2 separate regions of the Macaca mulatta genome follow, and region 1 is linked to region 2. A link is a contact called in public Hi-C data. All regions are on one chromosome and are shown on one strand. Each heading gives the region's core, a stretch centred on a gene start, on an enhancer-like site or on the middle of the called end of the contact. The rest is flanking DNA. Distances are from core to core; before and after follow the strand shown.

Evidence for each region. A called contact is a pair of places that touch in the nucleus more often than the background predicts.
Region 1: a Hi-C map of cortical neurons shows a contact between it and region 2, with 4 times the contacts expected there. The contact joins the promoter of B3GNT8 here to the promoter of B9D2 in region 2. A contact is called at or near these places in 2 of 14 Hi-C or Micro-C datasets (blood and cortical neurons).

The regions. Positions count from the first base shown.
Region 1 is chr19:52,576,457-52,581,136 of T2T-MMU8v2.0, reverse strand. B3GNT8 (UDP-GlcNAc:betaGal beta-1,3-N-acetylglucosaminyltransferase 8) reads left to right here and starts at 2,668. Exons shown (of 3, transcript XM_015124102.3): 1 at 2,668-2,801; 2 at 3,827-4,101; 3 at 4,575-4,680. The coding sequence starts at 4,607.
Region 2 is chr19:52,506,666-52,511,567 of T2T-MMU8v2.0, reverse strand. It overlaps B9D2 (B9 domain containing 2), which reads left to right and starts at 1,689. Exons shown (of 4, transcript NM_001261075.1): 1 at 1,689-1,902; 2 at 2,317-2,408. The coding sequence starts at 2,321.

The DNA.
Region 1 (4,680 bases), core at 1,419-3,918, 69 kb before region 2:
GGTTTCAAGCGATTCTCCTGCCTTAGCTTCCCAAGTAGCTGGGATTACAGGCACGCACCACCACACCAAGCCAATTTTTGTATTTTTAGTAGAGACAGCATTTTGCCATGTTGGCCACGCTGTTCTCAAACTCCTGGCCTCAGGTGATCCACCTGCCTCAGCCTCCCAAAGTGCTGGGATTACAGGTACGAGCCACCATGCCTGGCCCAAAAGTTTTTACTTCTTTGGAATGGGGTCACCTAATTGGACCCAGAGTAAACAGGCAATCTTGAACCCCCAAGTCACTTCAAGCGAGTGACTTATCAGTGTCTGAGGAACCTACCAGCCTTCCTTTGCTTAGAAACTCTGTGATGTGACCCGGCGCAGGGGCTCACGCCTGTAATCCCAGCACTTCAGGAGGCCAAGGAAGGTGGATCATGAGGTCAGAAGTTCAAAACCAGCCTGGCCAACATAGTAAAACCCCATCTCTACTAAAAATACAAAAAAATTAGCTAGGCGTGGTGGCGGGTGCCTGTAATCCTAGTTACTTGGGAGGCTGAACACTCCCGAGTAGGAGGATTACTTAAACCCAGGAGGCAGAGAGGTTGCAGTGAGCTGAGATCACACCACTGCACACCAGCCTGGGCAATAGTGCAAGACTCTATCTCAAAAAAAAAAAAGGGGCCGGGCGCGGTGGCTCACGCCTGTAATCCCAGCACTTTGGGAGGCCGAGGCGGGCGGATCACAAGGTCAGGAGATCGAGACCACGGTGAAACCCCGTCTCTACTAAAAATACAAAAAAAAAAAATTAGCCGGGCGCGGTGGCGGGCACCTGTAGTCCCAGCTACTCAGGAGGCTGAGGCAGGAGAATGGCGTGAACCCGGGAGGCGGAGCTTGCAGTGAGCCGAGATCGCGCCACTGCACTCCAGCCTGGGCGGCAGAGCGAGACTCCGTCTCAAAAAAAAAAAAAAAAAAAAAAAGAGGCCAAAAAAAAAAAAGAGGCCGGGTGCGGTGGCTCATGCCTGTAATCCCAGCACTTGGAGAGGCCAAGGCGGGCAGATCATGAGGTCAGGAGATCAAGACCATCCTGGCTAACATGATGAAACCCCATCTCTTCTAAAAATACAAAAAAATTAGCCGGGCGTGGTGGTAGGCGCCTGTAGTCCCAGCCACTCGGGAGGCTGAGGCAGGAGAATGGTGTGAATCTGGGAGGCAGAGCTTGCAGTGAGCGGAGATCACACCACTGCACTCCAGCCTGGGTGACAGAGTGAGACTCCGTCTCAAAAAAAAAAAAAAAGAAATCTTGTGATGACCTCACCAGGGGCAGACACCTTGAAAGTGGTTGTCCATTCTTTTTTTTTTTTTTCTTAATTAGAGATAAGATCTCACTATGTTGCCCAGGCTGGTCTCAAACTCCTGGGCTCAAGTGATCCTCCCCTCTTGGCCTCCCAGAGTACTGGGATTATAGGGGTGAGCCACTGTCCCACCCCAGTTTTTTTTCTCATGGCCAGCTCTTACACAGAAATAACGGATACACCCCTTTCTTCTTAAGACTCACCACAAGCGCCCCTTGCTGCCTCTAGACCCATAAATACCTAGGGTCAAATCGGCTTGCTCCAGGTAGACAGGTGCCAGCTTTTACACGATGAGAATGACAAGGCTTCGCAAATATACAGAGTCAGAAACTTGGGGAATGCATGCAGAAGTGGATTTTAAGCATGTGACACCAATGAGGGTGGATGTAACACTAGCTCAGGCCAAATTTACTGGCATCAGTGCGCTTTCCAGAGCTTCTGGATTTCATGGGTTACCTTGTGCAGCTGGACGTGGTTCTAATAGCTTGCTTGGGTACCTAACCGGAACTTGGATCCAACAGTGGCCTAAAGTTAATGAGGCAGAGAGACCAGAACTGCCCTAGCGTAAGATGGATGAGGGGAGTCCCAAGGCTTGGGGAGATGGAAGTGTTGGATTGGAATGATCATGTTCCACCAGCATGTCCACCCTCCAACCATGTTCCCCAAGAAGGCACCCCTTACTGGCCAATCCCATGGTAGAGTTAATCATTCTGTATATTGAACTTTCCCTATTCCCATTCCTGTGTGGTTTCTCTCTCCTTATTGGACCCAGGCTGAGGCACATGGCAAAGGCAAAAAGAAAGGCACCCTCCGAAGCTTCCTTTTTTTTTTTTTTTTGAGACGGAGTCTCGCTCTGCCGCCCAGGCTGGAGTGCAGTGGCCAGATCTCAGCTCACTGCAAGCTCTGCCTCCCGGGTTCACGCAATTCTCCTGCCTCAGCCTCCCAAGTAGCTGGGACTACAGGCGCCGCCACCTCGCCCGGCTAGTTTTTTGTATTTTTAAAGTAGAGACGGGGTTTCACCGTGTCAGCCAGGATGGTCTCGATCTCCTGACCTCGTGATCCGCCCGTCTCAGCCTCCCAAAGTGCTGGGATTACAGGCTTGAGCCACTGCACCCGGCCCCTCCGAAGCTTCCTAATGCTTCCAGGAAGAGCAGCGCCCCCTGCCCCCAGAAGCTAGATGAGCCCAGGGGTCTGGAGTCCCTCTCTCCCAGCCCCAGGGTAGAGTGAACTTGCAGACTCCCTCAGGAGGTGCTCGGGCTCCTGCCCCCAGCCCCTAGCTGTCATTTCCCACTCCAGCTATTATTCCATTAACATTCACCACTTCCTCCCCACTCTCTTCCTCCAGCTGTTCCCACAGGCTCCATTATTCAAACTTGGGGGGAGGAAATCAGGGCTGGACAGATCAACTGCTGCTGCTGACAGACTGGGTTCCTGCCATGATGGGGACAGGCCTGCCCCCAAACAAGGGTGGAGTGAAGGGGTCAGCCCAGGCTTAGTGGGAGCCCCTTAGTCCCACCCCATGTCTTGGGAGGTCTTTAGAGAGCTGATGCAGTACCAACAGCAGGGACCTCTGGAGGGCAGGGATGCAAACACAGGCAGACACCCTCTCCTGCCCCAGGGAGCTGGATGTGAGTGTTCCCAGAGTCACAGCGCCCCTGGGGGAGGGGCGGGGCCCAGGGCGAGGCTGGCTCCAGGGCTGGAGGTTGGGGGTAAGGTAGGAACGGATTCCCACCCTGCTGGCAGGCAGCCCGGGTGGAGGAGGTACAGGGGGTCAGCTTAGCTCCCGGGGTTCCCTGTGGGCCCCACCCTGTCACCCTCTATTGCCCTTGAAGCTCCAGTCTTTTCCTCTCCTGTTCTTCCCCTTGGCTCCCTCTCCGCCACTCACTCCCCAGGTCTGGCTCAGAAGCCTGAGTCCCTCCCCTCTGCCCTCCACCTGCCTCTCTCAAACTCTCTTTCCCCCGTGAGCACCCCACAGGGCTTCCGCAACCCCTTATCTTTCTCGGATCTCCATTTCCCTCCCCCTCTCCCTCCTGGCCACCTTCCCACTTTTCCTGTCTTCTCTCTCTCCCCCTCAGCTCTCTCCATCGCCTGTCTCACCCCAGTTCTCCTCTCTCTGCTCCCGGGCCGTCCCTTCCCTCTCCACAATGTCTCTGTCTCTCCTCCTCCTCACCAGCCCCTTCCCCCTCCACCCTGACTGGGCAGCCACAACAAACATCCCTCTCTCTGGCGGGCCCGCCGATCCCTTCCCACTCAGCACATTCACTGCCGCCTCCTGGCCATGGGCGCCGCCGGGTGCCAGCCTCTCAGCCTCCCCATCTCTGCCTCAGTGGGACCCTGCCTCACCCTGGTCACTCTGACACTCCCCAGCCCAGGCCCAGCCCTCAGTCTCACCCTCCCTGGTACCCCCTCCCTCCCCAGGCCCTGGTTCTCCCCTCCTAGGCCTCGCAACGCCCCCGTCTTGTTTCTGTGGCTGCCCCCTGCACCCTTCCCAGCTGTCTTACCAGAAACCAGCCCTAACACGCCAGAGCTCCATCTCTCAGGTCGGCCTCCTGCCCTCCTCCCTCCCTCCCTCCCTTCTGCCTCAGCCCCGCCCCGGCCCCTGGGGCCCTCCCTGCTCCCGCTCCGCTCCCCTCCCCGCCCCTCTGGACTGGCTGGGCAGGGCTGGGCCTGGCCGGTCGACAACGCAGGGGCTGGGGCAGGCAGATCAGAGGGAGCTGAGGCCTGACCTGAGGCCAGCACCCGGAGCTGGTGGGAGCCAGACCCAGAGGTAAAAAGGCGTGGGATCCCTGGTTCCCCTGTCCCTGGGGTGGGGATGTTGCGGGAGGCACGCTGGGTTTCTAACCCCAGGGAGCTAGGAATCGTGCTCCTGATTTCCTGGTGAGGGCGATAAATGGAGGGAGAGGGAGGAGATAGACGGCAGGGTCCCTTGTCCTGGATGGAGACAGGGAAGAGGTAGACCCTTGGGCTCTTAGGAAGGTGGAAACATTTGGACGGAGTGGGAAGAACAGGGTGCTGGAATGGGATTGGAATGGGGGATTCCTAGGTCTAGGAATAAGGACCAACGGGGTCCCTGGGTCAGGGGAGCTGTTTAGGATCTGGGACTGAGAGAAGCTGTTACGGGGGTTGGCAGGGACTATGGGAGATTGTGAAGCTGTCTGCCTGGGCCCTGGCTGGGCCCTCTCTGGAGGCCCATCCCCACACCCCAATGGCCTCCGTGGCTCCCCTGTGGCTCCCTTGTAGCTCCCGCGGCCGCCCCTTCCCTGGGCCAGGTCATGCGCTGCCCCAAGTGCCTTCTCTGCCTGTCAGCACTGCTCACACTCCTGGGCCTCAAAGTGTACATCGAGTG
Region 2 (4,902 bases), core at 440-2,939:
AGGTGATAGATGAACTTGGACAGATGAAGGTGTTGGGCGACAAAGAGGTGAGAAGTGGATTTTAGGGTGCATTTCAAAAGTAGAGACAGTTAAGATTTCCTGATGGACAAAATGAGGGCTTGAGAAAAGAGAGAGCAAGGCTGATGCCACCACTAGGGGACCAGAGGCCCCAAGAGCTGAAAGGTTAGAGCTGTCTTCCTCACCCACACAGCATCCAGAAAGATATAAAAAACCCATCTCTACTAAAAATACAAAATTAGCTGGGTGTGGTGGTGTGCGCCTGTAGTCCCAGCTACTTGGAAGGCTGAGGCAGGAAAATTGCTTGAACTGGGAGGCAGAGGTTGCAGTAAGCTGAGATCGCGCCACTGCACTCCAGCCTGGGCGACAAGGCGAGGTTCCATCTCAAAAAAAAGAAAAAAAAAAACTAACAAAAATCCAAAATTATAAGGAGGGGGCAACATTTCAGTAGGATAACATTTATATTAAACAATTCACTGGAATATTTCACTAGTTGATATATGCATTATTTTGTTATTTTTGTAGAGATGGGGGTCTCACTATACTCGACCTTCTGGCCTCAACAGCTCTTCCCGCCTCAGCCTTCCAAAGGGCTGGGATTACAGTCATGAGCCTAGCCAAGGGTGGCTTTTAAATACTCGTGTCTATTGGCCTGGCTGGGTGGCTCAGGTCTGTAATCCCGGCAGTATGGGAGAGCAAACTGGGAGGCTAGCTAGAGCCCAGGAGGTCAAGACAAAGGCTGGGCAACACAGCAACACAGCAGGACTCCATCTCTTAAAAAAAAAAAAAAAAAGAATTAGCCAGCCGTGGTGGCGCATGTGTGTGATGCCAGCTACATGGGAGGCTGAGGTAGGAGGATCCCTTGAACCCAGGAGTTCAGAGGCTGCAGTGAGCTGTGATCAAGCCACCGTACTCCAGCCTGGGTTACACAGTGCGACCCTTTTATGGAGTCTTGATGGGACCTGATGACTGGCTTGATGTGGGAAATGATGGCATCTATGATGGCATCCAGGGACATCTCCATTTCTTGATTGAGAAATCAATCAATAGAAAAGAGGATTTTCTGCAAATAAGGGGATCCCAGTTCCTCATTTCTCTTCGCTACCCCAACGGTTCCTTGCTCAGACTCAAGCAGTTTAACAGTGAACTTGGTAGTAGCTTGGTAGAAGTTGGGTAAGTCCAACTTCCTTCCTTGTCCTTGAAAAACCTAGGGGAACTCTAAAACGGAAGCAGAACCCACTCCCCAATTTCTCCACTCTCTGTGAATGAGGAGTGATTTTTTTTGCTTTGTTTTCCAGTTATGAGGTAGGGGATGTACATGAGGTCCTGGAAGGAATTCCTCCTTGGTCATAGTTCAGTCTCTGATTTGTGATCCCGGACCATAGAGAGCTCTTCGGTGGGGTCCTCACGCAGCACGGAGCAGTTACGGATTTGCTTTTTTTGGTAAAGAGGACATCTGGGAGAAACTGCACTCAAACTTCCTCAGCCACACTCAACATGGCAGCTTCCTAGCCACGGCCAAAATGGCGGAACCCTTTGCCGTAGCTGGAGAGACGCTATTTTCCCAAAATGGAGCGAGAGGAGGAAAATGTCCATCACAGTTTCACCCCGCCTCCCGGGGACGGCTAACACCAATCAGTGGCGCGGAGGGCGAGTACAAAGCCAGGGGAGGAGCCTGCTGTTGCTCCAGCAACAACCACGGAACCCAAGGCGAGCGCGGACGCGGAATATCGCGGATTCCATTTCTCGCAGCCGGGAAGGTCCTGGGAAAGGCGCGAGCCAGGCCTGGTAGGCGCCCGCGGAGAAAAAAACGAGTCAACTCAACCCCATGAACTACAACCCCCGTTGCCGCTTTCGCCCCTCCTAACCGTTAAGTGCGCTAAGGTAGGAATAACGCATGCGCTGCGCTTGGAGGCGTGGCTAAGTCGGCCCGGAACTCAACGCATGCGCCTTATAGAGCTTGCTGGGTGAGGGAAGCGGGGTGGCTGACATGACGCGGAAGGCGGGTCTTTTCGCTCGTGGGCGGGGCTTTCCGCTGACCTGAACCCAAAGAAGGTATTTTAGACCTCGCAGAGTTAAATGCTGGTTCCCCCCAGACAAGGGTCCCCCCATTTTTTCCAGGCTTTCATGGGTTGGCAATTAGGATCTGTGGTCAAGACCTCAGCCTCAGGGGTGTGAGGAAGCTAGCTTGGAATCCTAGTACTACCCTTTACTTGCTGGGCCTCAGTTTCCCCTCCTGTCAAATGGAGATAATATACTTACCTCACAGGGTTGTGATTATATTTTTTCCCATCCCAGGGCCATGGCTGAGGTGCACGTGATCGGGCAGATCATGGGGGCCAGCGGTTTCTCGGAAAGTAGCCTGTTCTGCAAGTGGGGCATTCACACAGGTATTCCCCCAGGCCTGGTTAATTTCCACACCAAGACCCCTAGCCTAGAGGCTGCATGCTCCTTCCTCGACCTGTTAACGCAGCGCCTTAACCTCATCTTCCATCAGCTCTCTGTACTCCAGGCTTAGCCCACACCCTGTCCACGTGAGTCTCAAGCTCCCATCTGTTTTTTCGTTTGTGCAGGGGCTACGGACAGGGTCTCTCTCTGTCGCCCAGGCTGGAGTAAGGTGGTGTGATCATAGCTCACTGCAGCCTCGAACTCTTGGGCTCTAGTGATCCTCCCACCTCAGCCTCCTGAGAAGCTGGGCCTACAGGCACGCACCACCAAGTGTGGCTAATTTTTAAACTTTTTGTAGAGACAGGGTCTCGCTATGTTGCCCAGGCTGGTCTCAAACTCCTGGGCTCAAGCAGTCCATCCGCTTCAGCCTCTCAAAGTGCTTGGATTAAAAACATGAGCCACCACATCCCAGGAAAGTAATTTTGTTCATGCTTCCCCAACTGAGGCCCTGTAGAGTCATGGTATAGTGTAATGGTTAGGGCCATGGGCTGCCAGATCTGGATTTAAATACTAACTCTCCCTTCTATTAATTGGAGACCTTTGGACTTGACCTCTCTGAGCCTCAGTTTCCTTGTCTGAAAGTGAAGCTAATAGCAGCCAAGAAGCAGCACAGGTTTGAGGTTAAGAGCACAGACTGCCTGGGTTCAAAACTAGTTATTGCTTGTTAATGCACTCTTGGGCTGATTATGTGACCTTGGGCACTTCTCTTCACCTCGACTTCTCTGTTTGTACAATGAGAGTAATAGAAATATTTACCTGTTGAAGTTGTCATGAGTACTAAACAAATATCAACAGCACTTAGAATAGGAATAGGGCTGGAATATGAAGTGCCCATTCAGTGTTTGCCTGGCTCATACAAGACTTTGATGGGGTCTTGTTTGTAAAGCCTGGGGTATGTGGTTGCCTGGCACAGATAAATGTCCATGAAACAGATGTGGCCATTTGGCATTATCATGTCTTCAGGCCTGAGTCTTAGTCCCTTTTTTTTTTTTTTGAGATGGAGTCTCTCTCTGTTGCCCAGACTGGAGTGCAGTGGCGCAATCTTGGCTCACTTCAAGCTCTACCTCCCAGGTTCACGCCATTCTCCTGCCTCAGGCTCCCATGTAGCTGGGACTATAGGCACCCGCCACCATGCCCGGCTAGTTTTTTTTGTATTTTTAGTAGACAGGATTTCACTGTGTTAGCCAGGATAGTCTCGATCTTCTGATCTCGTGATCCACCTGTCTCGGCCTCCCAAAGTGCTGGGAGTACAGGCGTGAGCCACCGCGCCTGGCCGTTTTTTTTTTTTTGAGACAGAGTCTCACTCTGTCGCCAGGCTGGAGTGCAGTGGCACAATCTCGGCTTACTGCAATCTCTGCCTCCTGGGTTCAAGTGATTCTCCTGCCTCAGCCTCCCGAGTAGCTGGGATTACAGGCGTCCACCACCACACCCAGCTAATTTTTGTATTTTTAGTAGAGATGGTGTTTCATCATGTTGGCCAGGCTGGTCTCGAACTCCTGGCCTTAAGTGATCCGCCCGCCTAGATCTCCCAAAGTGCTGGGAGTACAGGTGTGAGCCACTGCCCCTGGCCTCTGGTCCTTTTTGATTCTACAGGTAAGTGAGGTAGAAGTTGAGATTCCCAGGAAATCAGGACCCTCCAGTTGATGGAAGAGAGGCAGACTCTGGAGTCAGACTTGGTTTCCAGGTTCCACGCCACCACTCACCTTCTCTGTGACCCTGGGCAGATGCCATCCCCTCTTAGAACCTCAGTTTCCTCATCTGTTCTTCATAGGGCTGTTGGGAAATCTTGCTTTTAAGCAGCCTGACTGAGGGCCTGGTGCTTCCCTCACTCAGCCCAGAAGGGAGTAATGACTAACCTGATTTTTATTACTTCAGGGAGTTGCTGGGGGTGTTGACCCAGCCAAGAATACTGAGGCAGTTGGATGAACGGCTTGGGCTCTGCAGTTAGAGCTGAGTCTGAATCCAGTTCCATGATGGGACCTTGGTCTGCTATAGTCACAGCTATGTCACCAGCATGGAAAACAGTGCTTGGCACACAGCAGGTGCTCAATAAATGTTCATGAACTTACCTTTTCAGAGCCTGTGTCTTTACCTGTTAAATGGGGATTATATTAGCTCCCAACTCCTAGGATCACTAATTTGTCCAAGAAACATTTATTGAGCACCTTCTGTATACCAAGAGCTGGGTTTGTGGTCTTGGAGATCCAGCAGTGTGCAAGGTCCCTGTTTTCCTGGGCCATACGGTAGGGGAGACAGAAAATAAATAAGCAGGCCAGGCACGGTGGCTCATGCCTGTAATCCCAGCACTTTGGGAGTCTGAGAAAGGCAGATCACCTGAGGTCAGGAGTTTGAGACCAGCCTGGCTAACATGGTGAAACCCCATTTCTACTAAAAATACAAAGAATTAGCTGGGCATGGTGGCATGTGCCTGTAATC